2 separate regions of the Pan troglodytes genome follow, and region 2 is linked to region 1. A link is a contact called in public HiChIP or PLAC-seq data. All regions are on one chromosome and are shown on one strand. Each heading gives the region's core, a stretch centred on a gene start, on an enhancer-like site or on the middle of the called end of the contact. The rest is flanking DNA. Distances are from core to core; before and after follow the strand shown. Region 1 holds the start of ANTXR1 (ANTXR cell adhesion molecule 1). Region 2 holds the start of APLF (aprataxin and PNKP like factor).

Region 1 (5,613 bases), core at 161-2,660:
TGGGAAGTGCTTCATTGGTCAGAATTCAGCTCTCCCTTGAGCAAATCCTAAAGCCTAACCACTTTTTGCAAGGAAACCAGGGCTCCTGCACCTCCCTGGTAGCCCACCAGTCAAATGGCCAAGAGCTTGAATTCACCTACATCTGGGGTACTCAAGTCGAAGGGGAGGGACATTGGGCAATGTCTGGAGGCATTTTTAGTTGTCACCACTAATAAGGAAGGAGTGGGGGGCGGGGGATGTTACTGGCATCCAGTGGGCAGAGGCCAAGGATGCTGCTAAACATCCTACAACGCGCAGGACAGCCCCCACCACAAAGAATTACCAGGTTTCAATCTCAGAAGCGCTAAGGTTAAGAAACCCTGCCTTTCATTCTCACTCAGTGCCCGGTGAGAAGTATGCATTACACGATTAGGAGCAAAGATAACGCCTTCCGTGGGACAGCGTTTCAAAACAAAACAAAAAAACGAAAACAAAAACAAAATGCGACGATTGGCTTTAAAATGCCCAAGCCTCTAACTTTAGGAGTACCTGTGCCTGCAAGTTCTGCCTTTGGTAAGCAAGCCTTTCCCACCACCAACACGGGAGGGAGTCACAGAAACTCAGCAAGACAATAGCATCCTCCAAGCCCCTTGTATGCTCCTGGGACACAGAAAGCAAGACAGAAAAGAAGTCTGTCCCCTTCCGAGCAAGCGGCGTCGCCTCGGCTGCGGGCTCTGGAGCCGAGGCTGGGAGGAGCGCGCCCCAACAAAGGCGCAGCACTCCGCCGCCGCCTGCCGCGCGGTCCCTCTGTGCCCCTGGAGATGCGCTCCTGTCCCCAGGCGACCCTGCCAACGAGCCCGGCCCGGGGCGAAAGCGTTTTCGCCCGCTTAGCCTGGGGTGGGGGGGACAACTCGCGGCACTTACTTGTCCAAAATGAAGTACAGGTCAAATCCGCCGTAGCAGGCTGGACCCCCATCCTCCCTGCGTCCCCCTTGCCCGGCGCAGATGAGCACCAGAGTGGCCAAAGAGAGCCACTGGAAGCCGATGCCGAGGGCTCTCCGCTCCGCCGTGGCCATGGCCCGCAGCCCGGGGAGAGCAGGGTCCGCTCCTTCCCACGCTCCGCGAACTCGCCACGACCCTCAGGGACGCGCCATCCGCGGGCCCCTCCTCGCGGGTCCTTTATTCCCCCTCGCTCCCTCGCAACTCCCCGGAAGCAATTGTCTGGAGGAGTTCAAGGTTTTCCCTCTGGTTTCCGCTCCGATGCTGTTTCTGGGTTTCGGGTTTCAAGGATCCCAATCGTGTCCTCCGCTTCTTTTAAAGGGGAGGGCTCCCTCGGTCCGGGGCCGCCGGGCAGCTCCCGAGGCCGCGCCGAGCTTTTGCAATGGAAGGAGTTCCGTCCCGACGGTTCTTTGTCCCAGATTTTAAATATGATGGGGTGGGTTTTCAAATTGTTCTTGGTGGGGGGAGTGCTTTGCCTTCTCTCCTTCCTCTCTGCCCCCCTTTCGCGTTCTTACGGGGAAGAAAGTTCAAAGGCTGCCACCTTGTGGACAAAGGCGGCGAAAGCACGCATGGGACCCGCGGGAGTGCGTCGGGGGCGGGGGCGCTTCCAGGCTTCGCGTATAAATTTCCTTGTCCTTACCATTCTCATGTGAGCTGTGCGTGTTTTCTTATTCCTTCCTTCTTCCCACGCACTTTCCCTTTCTTTTTCCGTGACCGCCCCTCCATTCTCTGTAGTCCTTCTATCCCTTCTTTTCCTTCCCTATCCTGCATCTTTTGATAAGGTCACTAAACATTGGATGAGAACTTGTTTCCTCCAAGCACGGTGACTCCGGCTCCCCAGGCTAGGACCTTTGCAAACAAGCCATTGTGCAGATGAAGTAGGGGAAAAACGGGACCTTTGTGGTCTGAGTCATCAGAGTGACCTTACATGGTCTTAGTCTGGACCATAAAAGAGACTGTTGGGGTCCGGTCTGAAACCATCACAAACAGCCCCACAGAGTGTGGTACTTAGGGCTGCTCCCGGCATGGAACAGCTGAGCCTTCTAGATGGCCACCATCTCCATCTTTTAGAGATTCTATGATAATAGTTCTTCTTTTCAGCCTGTGAACTTTGACATTTTCTCTCTATCTTTGATTTAGGATGGAGGAAGTAAACAGCTTACAAGAGTAGAGACGCTCCAAGCAGTTTGGAATTGGCAGGGAAGTTCTGTGCTAGCCTCTCTAAATTGGAGAATCAGCCTCTGAGCCCCAGTTCCGAGTGGTACCCCAGTTCTAGCTTCCTATTGTCTTCCACTCTGGGAGCCCTCAGTGCGTACGCATGTACTGTTTTCCCAGGATTCTTCCTCCAGACACACATAGTCCCCTCCACTTGTGTGCCTCCCAGACCCTTATACCCCAATGTGGCAGTCCATGGTGGTTTCCCCCAACATGTGTACCATGGAATCCTAGTGTCTTGGAATGCTCCACTAACCAATAATCATGTTGTCAAATCAGCCTTGAAGATTTGTCATGCGTAGCACTGACCTGCCTCCAAAATGAACCCAGTGTTTCTCACCTCCTGGAATTCACACCCCTTCCACCTTGGGTGAGACTGACCTGTGAGTAATTAAGAAGATGGTGTGTGGCTTCTGAGGATAGGCCATGAGAGATGTTGTGGTTTTTCCCTTCTCTCTTGGATCACTCACTGTAGGAGAGCCCACTGCCATGTCGTGAGAACACACAAGCAGCCCCAGGGAGAGGTCCGTGTGGTAAGGAACTGAGACCCCTGCTGGCAGCCAACACCACTTTGCCAACGTTGTGAGTGACCCATCTTGGACATAGGTTCCTGAGCTCCTGTGAAGCCTTCAGCTGACTGCAGCCCTGTCTGACATCTTGACTGCAACCTCATGAGAGACCCCAAACAAGAACTACCCAGCTAAGCCATTCCCTGATTCCTGATCCACAGAAATAAGCGAATTTTTATTAGTGTTTTAAGTCTCTAAGTTTGGGGGCAATTTTAAATATAATAAAAGATAACTAATATATGCCTGGTATCATATTAAAGCCTTGAGAATTTCTGTAGGAAAAAAATTGCTGAACTGTGTTTCCCAGACTTACTTGACCATGAAACTGTTGTTTCATAGATAACATGTATTAAACCCATACTTTGGGAATTATTGCTCTCAGGAAAAAAATAATTGGAGGGAGATTAAAATACCCTAACCATCCAAGTCTTCCTCTTCCATGTCTTCTTTCTCCTCAAAGGATTGAAAACCCATGCTGACCCCACTGCAGCTCAATGACTTGAAAGACAGTGAGGAAATCTATAGAAATCAGATGGGTAAGGGAAAGCAGAAACACTGGTGGGAGCTGGTAAGAGAAGAAAAGGGATATGACAATGTGATGGAGAGAGTGTTTATGGGATTGGCAAGGAATAGGAAAGGGCTTGAATGTGGAAAGCGGGTGGAGGGGTGAGAGGAATCAGGGAAGCATTAAGAATATCTTCTCTCACCGTCATGCCCCCAGGGCCGTCTCAAGTTGTTAAGAGTTTAGGTGACAGAGGAATGTGTTGAGAGCTTTACAGGCAAAATAGTTTAGGAAATTACCCCGGAAGGAAGCAGAGGGTGTCCTGATAGAGCTCTTCAAAGTTACAGACACCATTATCCAAGATAGATGAGGGCATAGTTCTTCCAGGGGTGGGAGGAGAGAGGATATTCCGTGGGAAACAAGGTTATGGGGAAGGGGAGAAAGAGCAAGAGGCACCTCTGGACAAAGATGGTATTTTCCAGGGCAGACAGGCAGTGAGAGGAATTCAGATATTTGAGTGTCCCAGTGCCTTTGCCTCTCTTCCAGGATTCTAGAAAGAAGTCCATCTCTAGATCTTAAAAATGCCTCTACCCTGCTCTCCCTCCAGCCTGAGGAAATACATTCCAGGCTGCCTCTTCTACCTAGAGGGCTTTGTGCCAGCCTCACTCACTGTAGGGAGGTGTTCTCCAAACATTCTTGAGAAGTGAGCTTGAAGTTGAGCTGCAGAGATATGGTTATTTGCAGGGAGAGTTTAAATACGACAAAGATGTCCATAGTCTATAACAGTGGTAAATGAAGCCTCTTCTGTGATCCCAGCATGTTCGCTCAGCGGGGGATGTTGTCAGGTGTCAAAAATTGGCAACAACTTTTGCCTTTGTTTGTTAGGCTGTAGTGGCCTCATAATTAGTGCTTGTAGAGAAATGGGAGAGGTGGGTCAGTCACTGCAGGCTAGAAGGCGGCTTGGGGAGAGTCTTGGTGGGTTCCTGCTAGCATTTTCCAGAATGATTTTACAACTCAGAGACATATAAATGTCAAGATCTTCCTACACAAATGTTACCATCCTCTTGAGGTAATTCTCAGTGTTCTGACTTGATTGGGAGTGTCCTGGTTCCTAATGCCTTCCAAGGCCTCCAGTGTTCTGGAAGAGGTTGATCAGCCTTTTCAAGGCCTATAAAGATAGATACATGAGGTTTGGAAGGGACTCTTCTGCTTCTTTAATTCAAGGCAGTGGAAGAACGATATACATGGTGATGTTCAGCCTGTGGATGGATATTTCTGGAGTTGGAGAAGTACAGGAGAAAATTAACCATGCACGTGGGAGCATTTGAAGGGTAACCTGGAAGCCTAGGCAGGGAAGAGTTTCTTGCAGGAAGAAGTAGTCAACAGAGCCATATGCTGTGGAAGTCAGGAGGATAAGCCCTAAGAAAACTCCAGTGATTTGGCACAAGTGTCACTGTGTCACAAAGGAGCATTCCAGTAAAGTAATGCGAACAATGTTAGACTGTGCTGGGTTACCAGGAAGCAGAAAACTCTCTTTCAAGAAGATAAGGGGATAAGGGGTAACTTGTAAATGTTCAAATGTTTTATTTGCCGCAAGGAAGAATCCCAAGATATTCAAAGGTACCAGGAATTTCAAGGTCCCTGCCTTCCAAAAGATTGGAGAGTTTGTCTGACTAGACTGATTGTCTCAAGGCTTTAGTCCTGCACTCTGATCACTGTTCTACCTGAAGTTACTAGGCTTCCTTCCTTGAGACAGTAATTATTAAATATGCCCTGCCTAGCTACAATATCAGCCTCTTAGTAACTCGCTGTCTCTTACTTGCCCTCTACTTTCAAACACATGTGAGCCAGCCCTTTTCCCCGGTTGTCAAACACAAAGTTTACTGTCCTAATAATCTATCAAGAACTCACTGGGCACTAAGTGCCATTTGTCTGCATTCTTAACATTTTAGAAAAGGTTCCAGGTAACCCAGACTACCCCAAAAAAATTTGAGTAAAAATTTTTTTTTCCCTAGAGAAGAAATATTTGCCACAATGTGGAAAAATCTGATACTCTCCATAAAGTTTTATGTCAGTCAGGTAGGTCCAGTGTTTTCCAGGATCTTGGAGGATCCTCTAGTCTCTGGGACCACCATAGGCAAAAAGTGAAGTGAGTGTTCCCAGAAGCAATTAATCATCTGGAAAAACAAAGTGTCTTAAGAATCTGAATCAGCTGAGTATTGACTTTTGGTGATAGGGAAAGCAGAGATACAGTAATAAAATTAAGCCCAGGGGCAGAACCATAGGCTAGAGCAAGATGTCCTGATGGTATCTTATAGGTCAAGCCAGCCACAACTTCAGCCTGGAAAC
Region 2 (5,798 bases), core at 563-3,062, 540 kb after region 1:
CAGACCCACAGTACTATACTGGTGACAATTTCTTAAGCAAGTCAAAACTCGTTAGTCACCAGACATATGATTACTAGATTAAGCACATACTCTTAAGTTTCTAACCTACGAATTTAAAAGAAAAATAAAGCCTCCAGACAGTTCCTTCCAGTGTTTGTATAGGCCAATAAACGATGAAAAAAATAGAAATGATATTAAACATTTAAATAATCACTTGTCCAGTAAAAAAATGAACAGCAATTGAATATCTACTTCCTCAATAACCTTACCACATGCACATGTGCATGTACACAACACACAACACACACACACACACCCCTTTAGGACGAGCTTCCATAATACAATCTGAAACTACCACTCCTTTCCCTGCTCCCAGAAGGGACCTAAGGCAAGTACCAATGGTTCCATTTAGACTCTGGAAGTTAACCAGGACAACAGTACACACTCCTTACTCCTTGGTGTTAGCTCACTGACACAGGTGTCTCCCTAGTCCCAAGAGAAAACTCCTAAAGGGTAGGGACCCATGTTCCATTCATCTTTGTATGCCCCACAGTGCTAGAATCTGCAAAATGTTCTACACAGTAAGCACCAAACAAGAAATGTTGAATGTTAAAGAACAAAATAGAAGACTAGATGTACTTAAGAGATCTATAGAATTCCAGAATGCAATATGCAAATGTTCTTATTCCTAAACCTCTCCCAAAGAAGGTAGAGAATATTAGCTTTGTGGCATTATGTGTCCAAAAGCTTATGTATGGACTTTAAATAATGTATGTATGGCTCAATTTTCTCATCTGAACAATGAGGATAATAAAAATACCTAACTGATACGGTCTTGAGACAGTTAAAGATGTTGGTATAGGTAATGTCTCCTTAGACCAATGACACGAACGCTATACACATTACTTATGAAGGGTTAGCTACTCATTTTACTGGAAATAATAAATAATATAAATAAATAAGGTCCACACAGCTCTGCAAAGGAGACCAAAGCTTAAAAGAAATTAGCCTAGAAGACGTAATATCACAGTTTGGCAAACTTTTCTGTAAAGGACCAGACACTACTGTAAATATTTTAGGCTTTACAAGACAAGCCGCAATACCCTCAACCCTTGGAGCAACTATTCCCCCTGAAAAATTAGTAGGTTTTTTGTTTACATTTTACATTTTAGAATTTAAGAATCATTCTTAGTTCATGGGGCCATACAAACATAGGCTGGATTTGGCCCCCAGGCACTAGTTTGCCAATCCCTGGATAAGATAATAATGGTAATACAGTCAGTGTTTTAAAAGCAACATAAAGAAATGTTTGTGAATTGGCTTAAAGGTAACTGAAAAACGTGCGGCCCCAAACTTCTAAAATCCGGACTGGCGGACCAGCGCGGTGGGGAAACCGGCCAGGACTAGGGCCGGTCTTCAGGAGCCGGCGCGGAACTCCACGGCTCTCGGGGTCCGCTAAGCCCCCGCCCACACTTACTCCCAGCAGCGGCCCGCGGCCGATCACCGTCTCCCCGGGCGCCAGGGCCACCCGGGGACCGCCGTCCCGCGGCTGCAGCTCGAAGCCCCCGGACATGGCGGGCAAGGATTAGGCCCCTTCGCCAGGAGACTGGCCCCGCCGCTGTTTCCGCCCTCCACAGACACGCGCGGGGCAAGCCCACGCCCTGGGAAAAAACACCGAGGGAGGGCCTCAAAGGCTCCCCGCGGCTGCGCCGGTCCTCTCAGAGCCCGGCCCCAGCGCAGCTTCACGAGTCCCGCCCCTCCACGCCTACTAATGACGCAACCGGGGATTCCCCAGTCACGCCGCCTCAAAACTACTGTTTAAAAACCCCGGCTTATTCCCCAACACCCTTTTCACCTCCCTCCCATCTTGGAGGACGCCGGGCCTTGTAGTCCTGGTGCCTTTCTTCACTTCCTTTCCCGAGCGGAGATGCCCTGGAAAAAACTACCAATCCCCAAAGGCACTGCGCGCCCCTCTCGGCGCCTGCGCGAGTTCTGAGCAGGGCGGGACTCAGGTGGGCGGGATGCGAAGAGCTATGGGGAAGGATTCGAATTCCGGAGGATTTAAATCGCGGGAGGAGAAGCCACCGCGGCCTAGTAGGTAGAAGGGTCTTCCGTTCCCGTTGGCTTAGGTGTCTGCGCTCCCGGGGACGCGGCCCGGACGCAAGCTCAGCCTTCCCTCCGCGGCCTGGAGCCGCAGTGACAGTCAACGCTGACGGTTTTTTGTCACTTGTCAGTGCCCTGTGTTCTTGGGTTCCAGCAGCTGCCACCCGCGCGGGACACAAGGAGGGTGGCTCAGACGGGACGTGGGGTGATTAGCCCTGACCCGCGGGATTTGGACGGAGTGGGGCTCCCCGCCCCTCCGACTGCGCTGCCGCCGATCTATCCCTCCGAGTGATAGTTGAAAGGGGGACGAGCTTTTACTTCACTTGAGAGAGAATTCAGGAAAGCTCAGTTCATAAAGGAGAAAGGGCAGAAGAGGGGTCGTTTCCAGGCATCCAGGCGAACCTGGACGTAGAAGAAAGATTCCTAGTGGGATTTTAGAAACTCGCAAAGGCATCCCCTGCTGTGAAATTCAAAAGCCTTCATTCCCGTTACAGGAATTCCACAAGGGGAGGCATTTTATTCTCCCAGTAAGATCCTGGGAGAAGTGGATAAACACACTGTAACGTTTAAATGCATTGTAACGTTTTCCTAATGTGAGATTCTTTTCAAGAACGTTGTGGTTTGGCTTTGGTTTGTATTAGTGGTGGGAGGGGCCAAGGTGCATGGCAAAAACTTGCTCTTGACTCACCCGTTTTTACGTTTGCTTTCTTACTTCCCCAAACCCTCAAGAAGAAGACTTCTGTTGAACACAGACTGCAGTTCCAGCCACCACAGCTAATCTGGATCATGAATGGGAGCCACCGTGGTCTTGGCAAGTCCGGAAACATAGCTGAGTAGCTCATCTAGAAAAGAGATTTGTGTTCAGCTGAGTTAAAAGAAGTATTTAGCTGTACCTCAAACCTCTCCTCTTGCACAACCAACCCCCATTATAAAAGGAAGTGCAAAATGGAATAAACTGATTTTAAGTGAATACAAGCTGTCTTTATATACAAAAGTAACTCAAGGATGGTGATGTACCCAGTCATGCTTTCAACTGATTTGGGAAGCCTGCACCATTCACCTTAGGTAAATTAGCTGAAACTGAGTTTTAAATCTGGGCTTCAAATAGTCACATACTGTACCTAGCTGAGTTCTAAACATTGTTTACAGTTGTCACTCACTGTTGCTTGATGTCTTCAGTGACTATAATCCTTAGCTTGTAATTACGCATGTAGGATAACTTCAAGGGGCCATTTCTAAAACACTACTCTTATGACTGAGTTGAATATTTGAGACTTTGTTTCATAATCCAGATCTCATCTTCTTGTCCATTTCAGATAGTAGTTGTGTCAAATGTAAGCACCTACCTACCTATTAGATACAAGTAGATAAAATTCTTATATAAACAACTAGAAGTCCAGCAAGTTTATGATTAAGTCACAAATTGCAAATTAATGATGAGGCATCAGTTCCCATGTACAACAAGTATTCAGGAGTTTAATAGGATTGACTCATACACATTTTCAAAGGTACAAAAGTACCGGGTATGGTGGCTCATACCTGTCATCCCAGCACTCTGGGAGGCTGAGGCAGAAGGATTGCTTGAGGACAAGAGTTCAAGACCAGCCTGGACAACATAGCAAGAACCATTTCTCCGTAAAACAGTTTTTGGTTTTCTGTTTTTTTTTTTTCTTTTTTTTTTTTAAAGAGGGGCGGGGTACACTGAGTCAAGAGAATCGCTTGAGGCTGGAGTTTGAGGCTGCAGTGAGCTATTATGACACAGCTGCACTCCAGCCTGGGTGAGAGTGAAACTAACATGTTGGGTGCCTCCCATGTGCAATTCAGATGTAGCAAGACTAGATATTTTACCCACTATCACTGTTAATCCTTGCAAGAACTTTCAGGAGAGCGGCAGCATTGGCCCATTTTACAGATTGAGAAGCTAAAGTCAAGAAAGAGTTCTTAAATTATACCCAAAAAGCATCTGACTTAAAGTAGGATTTATACTCCTATTTGGAGACTGAGCATGTTTAAATTTTGCCTTTTAGGTTACATATGAGGATAACTTAAAACATTAAGCTATGCATAAAAACTCCAAGAGAAACAATAATTCAGGAGTTTCTCACACAGAAGCGAACTCTGTGGATGCTGAGAAGGAAAAAAATGAGAGTCAAAACAACTTTTTTGAACTGCTGCCTGCAGAAATCACTTTTAAAATTTTCAGTCAACTGGACATTCGGAGTCTGTGCAGGGCTTCATTGACATGCAGGAGCTGGAATGACACAATAAGAAACAGTGACTCTTTATGGAAACCTCACTGCATGACTGTAAGAGCTGTGTGCCGAAGAGAAATAGATGATGATCTAGAAAGTGGTTATTCCTGGAGGGTGAGTTTAATCTTTGCGATCTGCAGTGTTGTTGACAGCGTTATGATAGCAGGTTTGCACCAATTCTAACTTCTGCTTGGAGGAGACAGAATTACATATGCAGAATAACACAGACAGTGTGTTGACTCTTGGAAATGAGTTAAAGTTATTAGTCTTTTCCTGCTAACCACACTGTTTCCACACTATCTTTCATTTATCCTTTTGCATTTTTTAAATTCTAAATTCGGGAATTTTCCTGCGTTAACCAGAAGGGAATTAGCTCTTTCTTTTCACTTCACCTTATGCCACTCCGTATAAATACACATATACATACACACACGTACACAGACACATACATTTATTAATGTACGTATATATAAATGTAAATACTTACTCTTTTTTTCAGCCCTGTCAATCTGCTTCTCTTGCTTTAAACACATTCACTAGCCAACCACCTACTACAGTCTTTTTTTAACGGTGATTTACCTCTTTCAGGTGATACTGCTGAGGAATTACCAGAAGAGTAAAGTGAAACACGAATGGCTAAGTGGCAGATACAGCAACATTTGTTCTCCCATTAGCCTACCAGAAAAAATCATGTACCCAATGGATGCAGATACATGGGGGGAAATTCTAGAAGCAGAACTGGAAAGATAAGGGGAAAAAAAAATCACAAATCTCAGGTCTTTGAAAGTTTAAAACTTAAATGACTCTTAGGTTGCAAAAGCGATATCTTTATTCGTTCATTTTGTTGTTCACCTTTTTAAAAGAAAATGAAATGGAACTATTATAAACGTAAAGCTTTATTTTTGTTTTGCACTTTAGTAAAATTTTTCTGGTTTTATTGTAATGTGGAAAAATCATGAAATGTTATTTTTATAAGAAATAATATACTGATAGAGTGATTTCCAAATACAATGTTTCATGTATTTGTGTTAATATATTTGCAATACTAAATGAAAGAGTGATTTGTATGTTCAGCTTAATGATAATTCAAAATTTCAGGAAGCCACTTTAAACTGACTTAAAGATTCATTAAGTGGTGGTTATAACTAGGCTCATGGGAAGACTAGCTAAGTGAAATTAATAGCAATACATTTAAATTAATACATTGACATTTTAATGACTTTAACATTTCTATTTCAGTGGAATCAGATTGAAATGTCAAATAGTGAAACTATTTTTAATGTGTTAAGCCTGTGGTTTAGTTTTAAGTTAATGTCATCTCAGGGCTAAAGTTTGTCCAATTGAGATTCCCATTACTTGTATATAAACCTGGAACGGCTCTCAGGGGCTGAAAGTAAGTGGAAAGTTTCCAGAACACTTTACCATCAGAATGCCACACTAGCC

Evidence for each region. HiChIP or PLAC-seq counts read pairs in DNA pulled down with a chosen protein or histone mark.
Region 2: a contact with region 1 is called in an H3K4me3 HiChIP or PLAC-seq map of stem cell-derived excitatory neurons, with 9 times the contacts expected there. The contact joins the promoter of APLF here to the promoter of ANTXR1 in region 1. A contact is called at or near these places in 1 of 7 Hi-C or Micro-C datasets (stem cell-derived neural progenitor cells) and 1 of 1 datasets of contacts at active chromatin or transcription factors (stem cell-derived excitatory neurons).

The regions. Positions count from the first base shown.
Region 1 is chr12:53,728,594-53,734,206 of NHGRI_mPanTro3-v2.0_pri, forward strand. ANTXR1 (ANTXR cell adhesion molecule 1) reads right to left here and starts at 1,411. Exons shown (of 18, transcript XM_525774.8): 1 at 904-1,411. The coding sequence starts at 1,055.
Region 2 is chr12:54,273,167-54,278,964 of NHGRI_mPanTro3-v2.0_pri, forward strand. It overlaps APLF (aprataxin and PNKP like factor), which reads right to left and starts at 1,813. Exons shown (of 11, transcript XR_010149109.1): 1 at 1,478-1,813. FBXO48 (F-box protein 48) reads left to right here and starts at 1,986. Exons shown (of 4, transcript XM_001167525.7): 1 at 1,986-2,094; 2 at 2,833-3,168; 3 at 4,131-4,469; 4 at 4,944-5,207. The coding sequence starts at 4,164. The coding sequence ends at 5,105.